Regions from separate parts of the Zea mays genome. Here regions 1 and 2 are each linked to region 3. A link is a contact called in public Hi-C data. All regions are on one chromosome and are shown on one strand. Each heading gives the region's core, a stretch centred on a gene start, on an enhancer-like site or on the middle of the called end of the contact. The rest is flanking DNA. Distances are from core to core; before and after follow the strand shown. Region 1 holds the start of LOC100277465. Region 2 holds the start of LOC103632264 (putative pentatricopeptide repeat-containing protein At3g23330). Region 3 holds the start of LOC100383469.

Evidence for each region. A called contact is a pair of places that touch in the nucleus more often than the background predicts.
Region 1: a contact with region 3 is called in a Hi-C map of endosperm, with 2.6 times the contacts expected there. The contact joins the promoter of LOC100277465 here to the promoter of LOC100383469 in region 3. A contact is called at or near these places in 4 of 25 Hi-C or Micro-C datasets (ear, endosperm and tassel).
Region 2: a contact with region 3 is called in a Hi-C map of tassel, with 3 times the contacts expected there. The contact joins the promoter of LOC103632264 here to the promoter of LOC100383469 in region 3. A contact is called at or near these places in 3 of 25 Hi-C or Micro-C datasets (ear, leaf and tassel).

The regions. Positions count from the first base shown.
Region 1 is chr7:39,228,405-39,232,048 of Zm-B73-REFERENCE-NAM-5.0, forward strand. It overlaps LOC100277465, which reads left to right and starts at 1,786. Exons shown (of 2, transcript NM_001361292.1): 1 at 1,786-3,644. The coding sequence starts at 2,115.
Region 2 is chr7:39,647,619-39,651,559 of Zm-B73-REFERENCE-NAM-5.0, forward strand. It overlaps LOC103632264 (putative pentatricopeptide repeat-containing protein At3g23330), which reads left to right and starts at 2,234. Exons shown (of 4, transcript XM_008654078.4): 1 at 2,234-3,941. The coding sequence starts at 2,328. The coding sequence ends at 3,842. It overlaps LOC103632266 (a long non-coding RNA gene), which reads right to left and starts at 2,375. Exons shown (of 3, transcript XR_555782.4): 1 at 2,073-2,375; 2 at 1,428-1,477; 3 at 865-1,114.
Region 3 is chr7:39,414,733-39,418,578 of Zm-B73-REFERENCE-NAM-5.0, forward strand. It overlaps LOC100383469, which reads right to left and starts at 2,552. Exons shown (of 3, transcript NM_001176117.1): 1 at 2,453-2,552; 2 at 627-2,354. The coding sequence starts at 2,258.

The sequences.
Region 1 (3,644 bases), core at 536-3,035, 190 kb before region 3:
ACCATCGTCGACATGAAGGTGTTTACCAGCTGCCCGTCCAGAAGGGGCATAATTTATATCAGTTCTATTCTATGTGTGTAAGAAAGAAGTGGCCCAGAGCAACATACGTCAAAATTACTACACGATACATCTGGTAGTATCCCCTTTTGGTCTGCAGGAGATTTCAAAGAACATGTGTGTACACATCGCATTTCATAGAACGACTGTTCACGTGTTTTTGAGCCCAAGGTAGCACTAATCATAAAGCACAGTTGCTCTCAGAGATACAGGTGCATCTTATTCTCTTGTAGTATCACAATTACAGATTGAATAACTGGATCACAATAAAGAGAGCTCACAAGTTGGGTAACTGAGATATAGCACTAGACCACACACTTGGTTACCCATTGCCGGTTATGCCATGTCAGACAATCCACACGAGAAAAATACTGATTTCGACTCAACTGTGCAGGCCCGCCTGACACAACCAGATGCTCTAAGCAAGGGTGTAGTATTCCCTCTCGTGCTGGTCAAAGTCGAGAGCAGCAAGGACATAGATCGCGTAGATGATTCTGGTGACATAACCAAGGATTGTGAGCAGCAGCCAGATGCAGAACTCTATCTGTTAAGAAGATAGAGTTCTCTTGCACCAACCTCAAATACGTGCTTCTGATTGTGTTAAGCGTGTGATTCACACAAACATGTGAAGAGATTATACCTGAACCAGATTATCTTATAGTGCCATGTAATTGCCTTGTGTGTCCCACAAAATTGAGATGTCCATGGGAGAAAAGTAGAATAAGAGGTGCTACTGTAGCATTATGGTACCACTGTTTGATGTTTTGAAAATTTGTAAGTCAACTCTCCTGAGTCTGGAACGATTTAACTTGTGTGCTTTGGACTGATGGCCAAAGTATGCATATGCTGTGTTTGCTGAATTTTTGCCCCCAAGCCCCAATTGGACCATTGCGACCACATTAGAAGGCAGTACATGTATTCAACAGAACATGTGAAGAATGAGTATTGTTTGCATAAATTCGATAGCCATGCCTAGACTTGCTATGCATTGCCACTGTATTTGGCATGCCTAGAACTGCTACACAAAACTTGCTATGTATTTTGTCTAAAAATACTATATCCTTGATATGCTTGCTTGATCTATATTTTTTCTGCTCTTCTATTCTTGTGTGGGTTTATCAAGAATGAGGCAATTAGATAAGAATATATGCTTTGTCAATATTGTCTGAGACTTTGTTAATATTAGAAGGCAGTACATGAATTAAACAAAACCATTGTTTTGTTTATTATGATCTGAACAACTCATTTTATATATGGAGCTCGTGGCAATGGCAGCCCCGCAAAAGGATGATGGAACTCATGGCGTTGAGTGGTGGCGTGCTTAGGCTCGTGATCCTCTGCAACGAGGCACTGTTTCCCACGAGCGTTCCCATCACCATTGCAGTCACGCCACACGTCGCTAGGCCTTGAGCGGTTGGAGGCTCGTCAATTTGTCTTTCGTCGCAACGCACGGGTATATACCTAGTCACTATATAACTATTCGATATGACTTGTTTAATTTTTTAATACATATATAGACAAACAATTGTCAGTGGATTGTCGTGCTAGCAACTTTTAAGCCAGATATTAGCTGTAGCGCATTCAACGCACCGCCGATGATAATATTCATATCAGATTAACCCTGCACGGGTCCCGAGCTACTACTAATCATAATAAATGCCGTTTTTATACGGAATACCAGACCAGTTGTCCGAGGGCCTGCTTGCCAAGTTGTCAGTAACTGTGGAGAGCACGAGAAAGTGGGGCATCTACTTTTTTTAGACTACTGCTCTCGGCCTCCTCTCCGCTCCATTTTCGCAATTCCTTCGAGCTCCGCTCCGGTGAAGGGCGCTCCATTTTGGAGATTTCGCAACCTCTGCCTCGTTCTGCCATTTTTTTTTCTTGCCTGCACCAACGTCATCTAACCAGTCATTAGTTGGTGAAATCCTCCACTCCCCTGCAGACCACGTCAGCCTTCACCTTGCCGTCTCCGTTACGCGCCGCGAGCCCGCGAGCGTTTGGGGAGTTTTGGAGCGGAGGAGGCAAGGGAGGACGGACAGGGAAGTTTGGTTGTGGAAATGGATGTGGTGGAATCCTCGCCGTCGTCGTCGCCGATATCGTCTCCGGCCGGGTCTTCGGAGTCCATAGACCTCAACTTCCTGCCGTTCCTCAAGAGGGAGCCCAAGTCGGAGCCCGCGTCACCAGAGCTCGGGCCCCTGCCGCTGCCTGCGCCCCCAACCCAGACGCCCCAGCAGCAGCATGCAGCGGCTCCGGCTCCTGAGGCCACGGCGCCTCTGTCGCCAGCGACTCCTGACCTCTCGTCCGCTCCGGTGATGGCGCCGCTGCAGTCGCTGCCGCCTAACCTGGACGAGGACGCGCTCCTTCGGGAGTACTACCGCCTCGCGGGCCTCTACCTCTCGTCTGCGAGGTCCGGGGCGATCATCCCAGCGCTAGCTCCGGAGGCGGCCGCACCGGCGGTGGTGCAGTCGGGGTCCGGGTCTGTCGTGAAGAAGCGCCGGCCGCGTTCGTCGGACCTCGTGCGGGTCTCCTCGCTCGGCGTGCAGGACCAGATCTACTTCCGCGACCTCGTGCGCAGGGCGCGCATCACTTTCGAATGCCTCCGCGGGCTTCTACTCAGGGACGACGAGCGCGCCGAGTCCCTCGGCCTTGCGGCCGTCGCCGGGTTCGGCGTTGCCAGGGACCGGCGCCGCGTCCGCGCGGACCTGCGTGCCGCAGCGCTCATGGGGGACCACGACCTCTGGCTCAATCGCGACCGCCGCATCGTCGGGCCGATGCCCGGGATCTCGGTGGGTGACGCTTTCTTCTTCCGCATGGAGCTTTGCGTGCTTGGACTCCATGGCCAGGTGCAGGCCGGAATTGATTATGTCAGTGCAGGGAGGTCTGCATCTGGGGAGCCTATAGCCACATCTATAATTGTATCTGGTGGGTATGAGGATGATGATGATCACGGCGATGTACTTGTGTACACTGGGCATGGCGGCCGTGATCCCAACCTCCACAAGCATTGCGTCGATCAGAAGCTGGAGGGCGGCAATCTTGCCCTCGAGCGCAGCATGGCTTATGGTATTGAGATTCGTGTAATCCGTGCTGTCAAGTCAAGACGAAGCCCTGTTGGTAAGGTTTACTTCTACGATGGCCTCTACAAGGTTGTTGACTACTGGCTCGACCGTGGGAAATCTGGGTTTGGTGTTTATAAGTATAGACTGCTGCGGATTGAGGGCCAAGAACCCATGGGTAGTGTGAATTATCGAGTAGCTGAACAGCTTAAGGTGGATGTGTTTGCTATAAGGCCAACAGGGTATTTGAGCTTTGATATCTCCATGGGCCGTGATACCTTGTCAGTTGCACTCTTCAATGATGTTGATGATGATCAGGACCCACTCTTATTCGAATATCTGGCACGTCCAATATTTCCTACCTCTGCTGTCCAGGGGAAGTTTGCTGAAGGTGGTGGTGGTGGTTGTGATTGTGCTGAGATTTGCTCAATTGGATGTAACTGTGCAGGGAGGAATGGTGGCGAGTTTGCATATGATAGGACTGGAACCCTGCTACGAGGCAAGCCACTGGTATATGAGTGTGGGCCATAC
Region 2 (3,941 bases), core at 984-3,483, 230 kb after region 3:
GGAAGGTTTTCAATGAGGCAACATTGCACTAACAACTCAAATATTATTCAACTTATCTTGCCTTCTGAGTTTTTTGCTTGCTGGTATTGTGATCTTGATATCAGATTATGTGTGTAAGTGTAATTGCTGTCAGATTATGTGTGTAATTGTGATCTTGATATCATATTATGTGTGCAAGTGTAATTGCCGTTAGATTATGTGTGTAATTGTGATCTTGATACGACTATGTGTGTATGTGTAATTGCTGTCAGATTATGTGTGTAATTGTAATTGCTATCAGATTATGATCTTGCTACCAGTTTGTATCATTTTTTCCTGTTTTTTAACTGTTAGCGAGGCATTTGCTTGTACAGACATTTGCTTTTTACTGTTAGCCGGACTAACGGGTGGCACGGTACAGTAAAAAGCCCACCGGGCTGAAAGCCCGACACAGCCCGTTTAGAGGATCTTCGTGCCGTGCTTGGGCTCTAAGTACGGCACGTAGACGGGCACAGTCCGACCTGTTATTACCTACGTGCCGGGTTAGTCCGGGCACTATTCGTGTTGGGCCTGAACGTGCCTGGGCTGGGTTAGCCCGACACACCCATTTAGACATGTATAGCCCGACTCTTAGGTAGTGTTTGGTTCAGGAGCCAACTAGAATGGAACCGTTCCATCCCTGATTTTAGGAATGGAGCCGCTCTGTTTTGTGTTTGGTAAGCTGGAACGGAGCAACTCTATTTTTTGTTTGGTTGCAGAGTGAACTGGAACAGAGCGGCTCCATCCTTTGTTTGGTTCTAGAGTGAAGTAGAACGGAGCGATTTCATTCTGTGTTTGGTTCAAGAGTAAAGCATAATGGAGTGGCTATGCTCTATGTTTGGTTGATGAGTGCAAATAGATAATTTTCTCCATTAGTCAATCTGTATTTTAAGATATGACACATTCATACAACCATTAGTCATATCTTAAAATGACAAATATAAATATAGATCATAAAATGTATAATAATTACTATATAATCTTACACATGACGCATCCATACAACCATCACACTATTGCCAAAAATTGTAGCAAGGTTGCCATAGTAGGGAAGAGGCTTGTTTATGAATTCATCATCACCCTTGTTTCTTTCATCCTGCATACAATAAGATAACACAAGTGACATCACTCTTCCAAATTTTATCATCAAGATACTCCATCCTTTTTCTATCTCGCTCATAAATTGGACCATAACTAATTTGTCCTACTGCTGCATGACCATGACGTTTTCTTTTTCTAGATTCAATAACACAAGCCATCATTGAAAGCAACATATGAGCAGCAACAACATACACTACAAGCATATACTTCTTCTCCATCTATATAAAAAAGGACAATATTACCAATTGAAACCACACATGCATGATTAATTTCACTGCTTAAATGTGAAATAAAAAATATTATAATACCTTAAGCTCTAAAGTCTTTTTTGTCTCCTGAATACTTGCAACCGGATGACCTATAAAAAACAAAAGAATTTTTAGCTAGTATGATCTGAAGTCTACAAGATGGCGTGAGCCAAGAATTGAACAGAGCATAGGTGTCCACGCCAAGAAAAAGGAACAAGAAATATGCTAATCGTAGAAAGATTGGACTTGTGCTGTTCAGCCTGTTCTCAAATCAGTTCAAGCTCCAGTGAAGCACATCGTCGAAGGCCCGACCACAACAAATCACACCGAATCACCCTCTTGCCCACCACCACACCACACCACCCGCGGCGGCGACCCAGTCGAGATCACGAAGGCAATGGCGACAGCGCTGAACCGCGGGCTCCGCTCCGGGCTCTGCCTCCTCGCCGTCGGCGCCGAGGTGTCCAAGCCAGGCAAGCACCCCTCCAATCCCGCATCACTTCGCCTTGACCTCTCACCCTGGGGCGATTAGGGTTGCTCCGGCCCGTTAAGCTTTCAGTTGGTCGTGGCGGCGTGGATGTGTGATGTGGTAGATCCGTCGGATCCTCAGACGCGCGAAGGCAAGATGAGACGGTGGCCGGAGGCAGATGAGATGCGGCGATAGAGAAGGTTGGGGAAGAAACGAGCGAAGGGAGAGGAGCGTACCTGGGAGAGGAATGGACGCGTTGTGCTCCCGAGCGTACGGGTTTGAGTGTTTTTTTGGAGGCTAGGGATCCTTGATATTGGAGGAATATTCTTATTTTAGAGCCACTCGATTATGTCTAGAATGAAACCAAACACCCTGGAACGGAACGACTCCATACCACAGTACTCTCCAACCAAACGCTACCTTAGCTTAGCTCAACACAACTGCATCGTACGGCCCGGGCCGTCTGCGGCCTGCCGTTTACAGCTTACACCATGCGCCCGCTTCCGGCGTCCGTGGCGTCCCGACTGGCGGCCGTGCTTGCGGATCCGGTCGGCGTCCCGCTGCCCGTCTTCAACTCCCTCCTCTCTGCGCTTGCCGCCTCCGTGGACCCTTCCCACGGGCACCTCCCGCTCTACCTCTTCCGCCGCCGCCTACTCCCGTTCCGCCGCCCCGATGCCTTCACTCTCTCCGTCCTCACCTCGGCCCTCCCCTCCGCTGCCGTCACCCTCCACGCCCTCGCGCTCCGCCTGGGCCTCCTCCACGCGGACCCCGTCCTCGCCAACTCTCTGCTCCGTCTGTACATATGCCCACCGGTCCCCTGTCAGGGCCTCGCGCGCCGCCTGTTCGAGGAAATGCCCGCGCGCACCGCGTCCTCCTACAACACCCTTATCTCGCACTCGCACGACGACGTGTGGGGCCTTGTGCGGCGGATGGTCGCCGACGGGTGCGCGCCAGACCGGTTCACTATGTCAGCCGTGCTGCCGGTGTGCACGTCTGCGCGCTGGGGCAGGGAGCTTCATTGCTATGCCGTCAGAGATTGGATGTGTGGGGACGATGATTTCCATGTGAGCAGCGGCCTGGTGTCCATGTACTGCAGGGTTGGCCACCCGGACTCTGCAAGAACTGTTTTCAATAGGATGGCACGAAGGAACGTTGTTTGCTGGACAGCCATGGTGGGAGGGTACATAGAGAATGGCATGTTTGATGATGCCGTGGATTGTTTCCGGGCAATGTGGCTTATTGATGCCATTCCACCGAACAGGATTACGTTGATCACTGTGCTCTCGGCCATTGAGGCCCTCTCGAGCTTAGCAGAGGGGAAACAGGTGCATGGTTTTGCAGTAAGAATGATGATGCACGCAGAGATGTCGCTGAACAATGCTTTGATTGATACATACGCAAAGTGTGGGGCCTTGCATTATGCAAGGCGGATCTTTGATGATACCAGTTGGTGCAAAGATGTGATCTCATGGGGTGCAATGATTTTGGGTTATGGCATTCATGGTATGGGTGTGGAAGCAGTTGCTTTGTTCGATCAGATGCTTTCATCTGGGGTTAAACCTGACAGCATTATTGGACTTGGTGTTCTTTCAGCTTGTTGCCATGCAGGTTTGGTGTTGAAGGGCCTTAATACATACAGCTCCATGGTAAATGATCACGGGGTTCATCCAACTGAGGAGATGTGTGCCTGTATGGTTGATTTACTGGGCCGATCTGGGAATGTTTACCATGCCTTGGATTTTGTGAAGTCAATGAGTGTGGAGCCAGGCTCTAGTGTCTGGGGAGCACTTCTGGATGCCTCTGTTAAGTACGACAACAAAGAAATCCAAGATCTGGCTTCCAGGTCTCTTCTTAGATTGGAACAAGGGAAACCATCTAATCTTGTTGCAGTATCAAACCTAAATGCCTCTTCAGAAAGGTGGAATATTGTTAAACAAGTAAGGGATACAATCAACCAGGGATCATTGAAGAAAAAAACTGGTTGTAGTTGGGTAAATCCAATATAGGTTAACAATGCTTCTTCGAGTGACTTACAGATAGGCTTTTGATGCTTCTGATCTCAAGTGTACCATTCAATGCCTATGCCTGGGAGCAATCACATTAGA
Region 3 (3,846 bases), core at 1,302-3,801:
TAGTCAGTCACTTAATAAACCCAGCCTACAGTAATTTAAATTGATACTAAGTCCGATTAATATTTTTTCCCTGAAGCAGCCAATAATGGAGCTAAGATTTGATAAAATCAGCAATATACATACCAATTTGCAGCAACTTTCCAATAAATATTGATAAATATGTTAGTTTGTCAACAGCCAGAATCAATTTTAGACTAAGAACACATGTTTCATACAAGTTGTGCAACCAATCGAACACCCAAAAGAACACTGTCTGTGCTATGAATTATGAAATGTTATCAACAGGACGATTTCAATGTGCCCACATGGGACAGAAAATTATCAGATTTATGGAAGAGAAGAAAAAGGTCAACAATTATCTACAAACTGCAGCACAGCTATTTAGACAACTATGTATGTATAAATATGTTGACTACTGCAAGATAGTTCTGAAATAAGCTCATGTATTCAAGCATGCAGGGTAATTAATATATACAGTGATGATTTTTCTAACAACAAAAACTGACACAAAGTTGAGTGTTAAACTAGATATGAAACAATCAAGGTGAATTAACAGAACACATAATGGTGGGACAAGCTCTATAGAGAAGGTTTTGCTGCATCTTGAAACGTGTATCAGAACATACCTTGACAGGAAATGTGCCTGGAGGGAGTTTTGTTGTAAGTAGATCCCTCAAACGACGAATTGCCTTCACTTTGTTTGCAAGAATATCAAGCAATGGCAGCAGCTCCTCAGTCCGAAGAGGGAAATTTGGAGAGAGCCAGAGAACAGGCCTTAGGCCTTTTTTGTACTCACTTTCTTTGGAACCTTCTTTGCGCCTATGCCCATTCTCTGCAGAAGCAACATGTCTCCTACTATCCCTTTCCCTGATCCTTCTGTTGTCATCTGGTCTGACTACATCTACCGAATGCCTTCCCGGTCTTGTTTGTACATTTGAGGGCGATTCAATGACGAGGTCACTCACCTTGTCATCTACACAGAGCGAGTTCCTTGGAGATGCCATCTTCTTCACCCCCTCTGACTTGCTAACCTGACTTCTCTTTCCCCAATTACTGAACCAACCTTTCTTGTCATGCTTACCCTCCCCATTTCCAGAAACACTCATGTCCTCAATGGGTACCTCCCTCTCCCTTGGCTCAAAGCAACTATGTCGAGGGCCAGCAAATGAGTCAGATTGGTCTTCCCCACCGGCATCCGGAGAATCCATTTTTAGCGCAGCCTCCAACTGCTTCTTCTCCTCCTCTGTCAGAACATCATCAAACCCCTCACTCTCTATATCATTGTCATTGCAAGATGAAAAGAATTCTTCATCCGTCATCGCCCCCGGGACCCTCCTTGACTTGACACTGACCACCACATGATTCATTTCATACACCTTGGCCTTCCACGGGCCAACCGCCTCTGTCCGTTCCTGCCGCCGCCAAGTGAGCTGTGGGAGCAACAGCGCTTGGGTGACGTCAATCCCCGGACGGAAGATGTTGGTCTGTGACATTGCAGCGACCTCCTGCTGGACTTCTGCATCTGAGGCTGGGGTGCCTGCCCCCTCCAGCGCGTTCATAATCTCCTTGTCCTTGTGGTTGATCATGCACAGTGAACCCGGCGGCACCTTGCCATCCTCCGACCCTTCCCCGAGGAAGAGTATGGTCTGGTCGGAGCGTTGGATCTTGAAGCCATCGAAACCAGCGAGGGTCATGTCGGCGCGGAGGTTGGAGCCACGCTTCCAGACCCTGTAGGTGTCGGAGGGCGCGATGCGGGAAATGAATGGGATGACGGAGCTCTCAAAATGGAAGGTGATCTCCATGTAGAAGTCCCGCATCCGGCGCATGGCGGCGACGACGCGGGGCAGTCGGCGGCACCACTTGGCCCAGGCGAGGGGCTGGTAGTGGCGCACGATGACGCGCGCCAGGGCCTCCTCGCGCGTGCAGATGGCCTCCTGGAGGGCGCTCCAACCCTGCTCGTTCTGCAGGCTCCAGTCGGCGCCGGCCGCCATGAGCATCTCGGCCGCCGTGGGGTCACAGAGGCGCACGGCGAGGTGGAGCGGCGTCTCCCGCCCGGGCACGTCGCGGCGGTCGATGACCGCCGAGACGGCCTCGGCGCGGGCCTCCTCGGCGACGGAGTCCGCTTCCGTCCGGATCTCCTCGGGCCGGCGCGCCCGCGGGAGCGCGTCCAGCACGCGGCGCAGCGCGGCGTGGTCCCGGGCCGCCACAGCGTGGTGTGCTGGGCTGTGCGCGTACCTGGCGGCGTCGACACCGGCCATCGCGGCGTCCGTCCGCGCCCGGCGAAATCTCCCTTCGTCGCCCTCCAGGAAGACTAGGGAATCGAAGGAGAACAAACGCCGCCTCTACTCCTCCCCCTTATTTGCGGAAGCAGTGGAAGGTAAGAATTGAGCGGAACGTATGGCAGCGGAAATCAATCGCTCGGTGATATTAAGAAAGTCGAAAAGGAGCTTACTTGCTTACCAGTCGCCCCCAATCTTGGAGTTTCTCTCTGCTTCCTTGCCTTGTCTCTTTGGGTTCCCTGCTCCCCCTCTCTCTCCCTCTCTCCTCCCTCGGCTTGGCTCTGTTGTATTACTCCCACCCTCGTCTCCCCTCTCTCTCAAGACCCAGGCTAGAGTAGACTGGGCATCGCCTCCCCCTCCCTCACGTCATGATGGGCTTGCCCACGGACAGGGGAAAAGTATTGAAGTCTAGAGAGGGAAAGCGAGAGAGAGAGCGAGGGACACCCGAAGCAGCCTTGCCATGGCCCATGGGGCGACGTGGGAGATTGAAAAGTGAACAAGACGGAAGGGGGGAGAACTTTCTTCTCTCCCCTCTGCCCCTATCTTGTTTCTCTCTCTATGCACACATTTCTTCGGGTCCTTTGTGCAAAAGGGAGGAGAACCGTTTTGTTATGCGATTTTCTGTCTCTATCTACAAATTAAAATTACGCCGCTGATTGATCGCTAATCAATTGGCGTTTTATGATTCTTTTGAGCGTTTTGGATTTTATGACACGTCATGCGTGTGCCTAGCCCTGCAATACGGAGCGAAATCCATCCACAGACCACACTGTTGCTTCATTGTCGTAGTATGTTTCACCTACATGTCCAATATTTAGGCTCCTTAAGTATAGCTCTTTAGAAGGCTCCATCTCAGACGGGCTATATCTCATGCTCATCGTGAAGCTCTACCAAACGATTAAAAATAGCTTCTAAACTAGTTGTGGGGAATAATGTGTATGAACTCACTAAATGTGGGAGTTTATGTGAAGTGTAAGACTAATCAATAAATAATGGTTGAAGCTGAGCATTGCTTTTAATAAGTTGGTTAAATTTTATTAGCAGTTACTAAATGTAAGTATATACCAAAACAGAGTAATGATAGATCAAAATTAATAATAAAACACAATGTGATGTAAATGACCAGTTAAATTTAATCGGTACGCATCCACGACCATGGGATCAAGGATCCACGGCCAGAATTCATTCACACCTTGACCCAATCCAGCCGAAAGGGTGTTCGCGCATCACTATCGTTGGTCGCCTATCTAACGGTTAGGATTAGATCACCTATTCTGAACCGGTATGCAACCCGCACCGTCAATAGGGAGATCGGCGGACGAGATTTTATTATCCGAGCTCTAATCGCGGCTGATGAACCTAACATGTGCGGCAGAGATCTATCTCGAGCACGATCTAATCTCAGCCGTCAAAACACGATGAACGCCTACGAATCCGCCCTCTACCTCCCGCACCTAGGCACGGCGACGCGGATGCGGCCGAGGCGGCGCTCTCGCCGGAGTTCAACCAACCCGGCCATCTACCGACTGGATCCAAGCGAAACCCAATCCGTTTCAAAGGGGAGAAG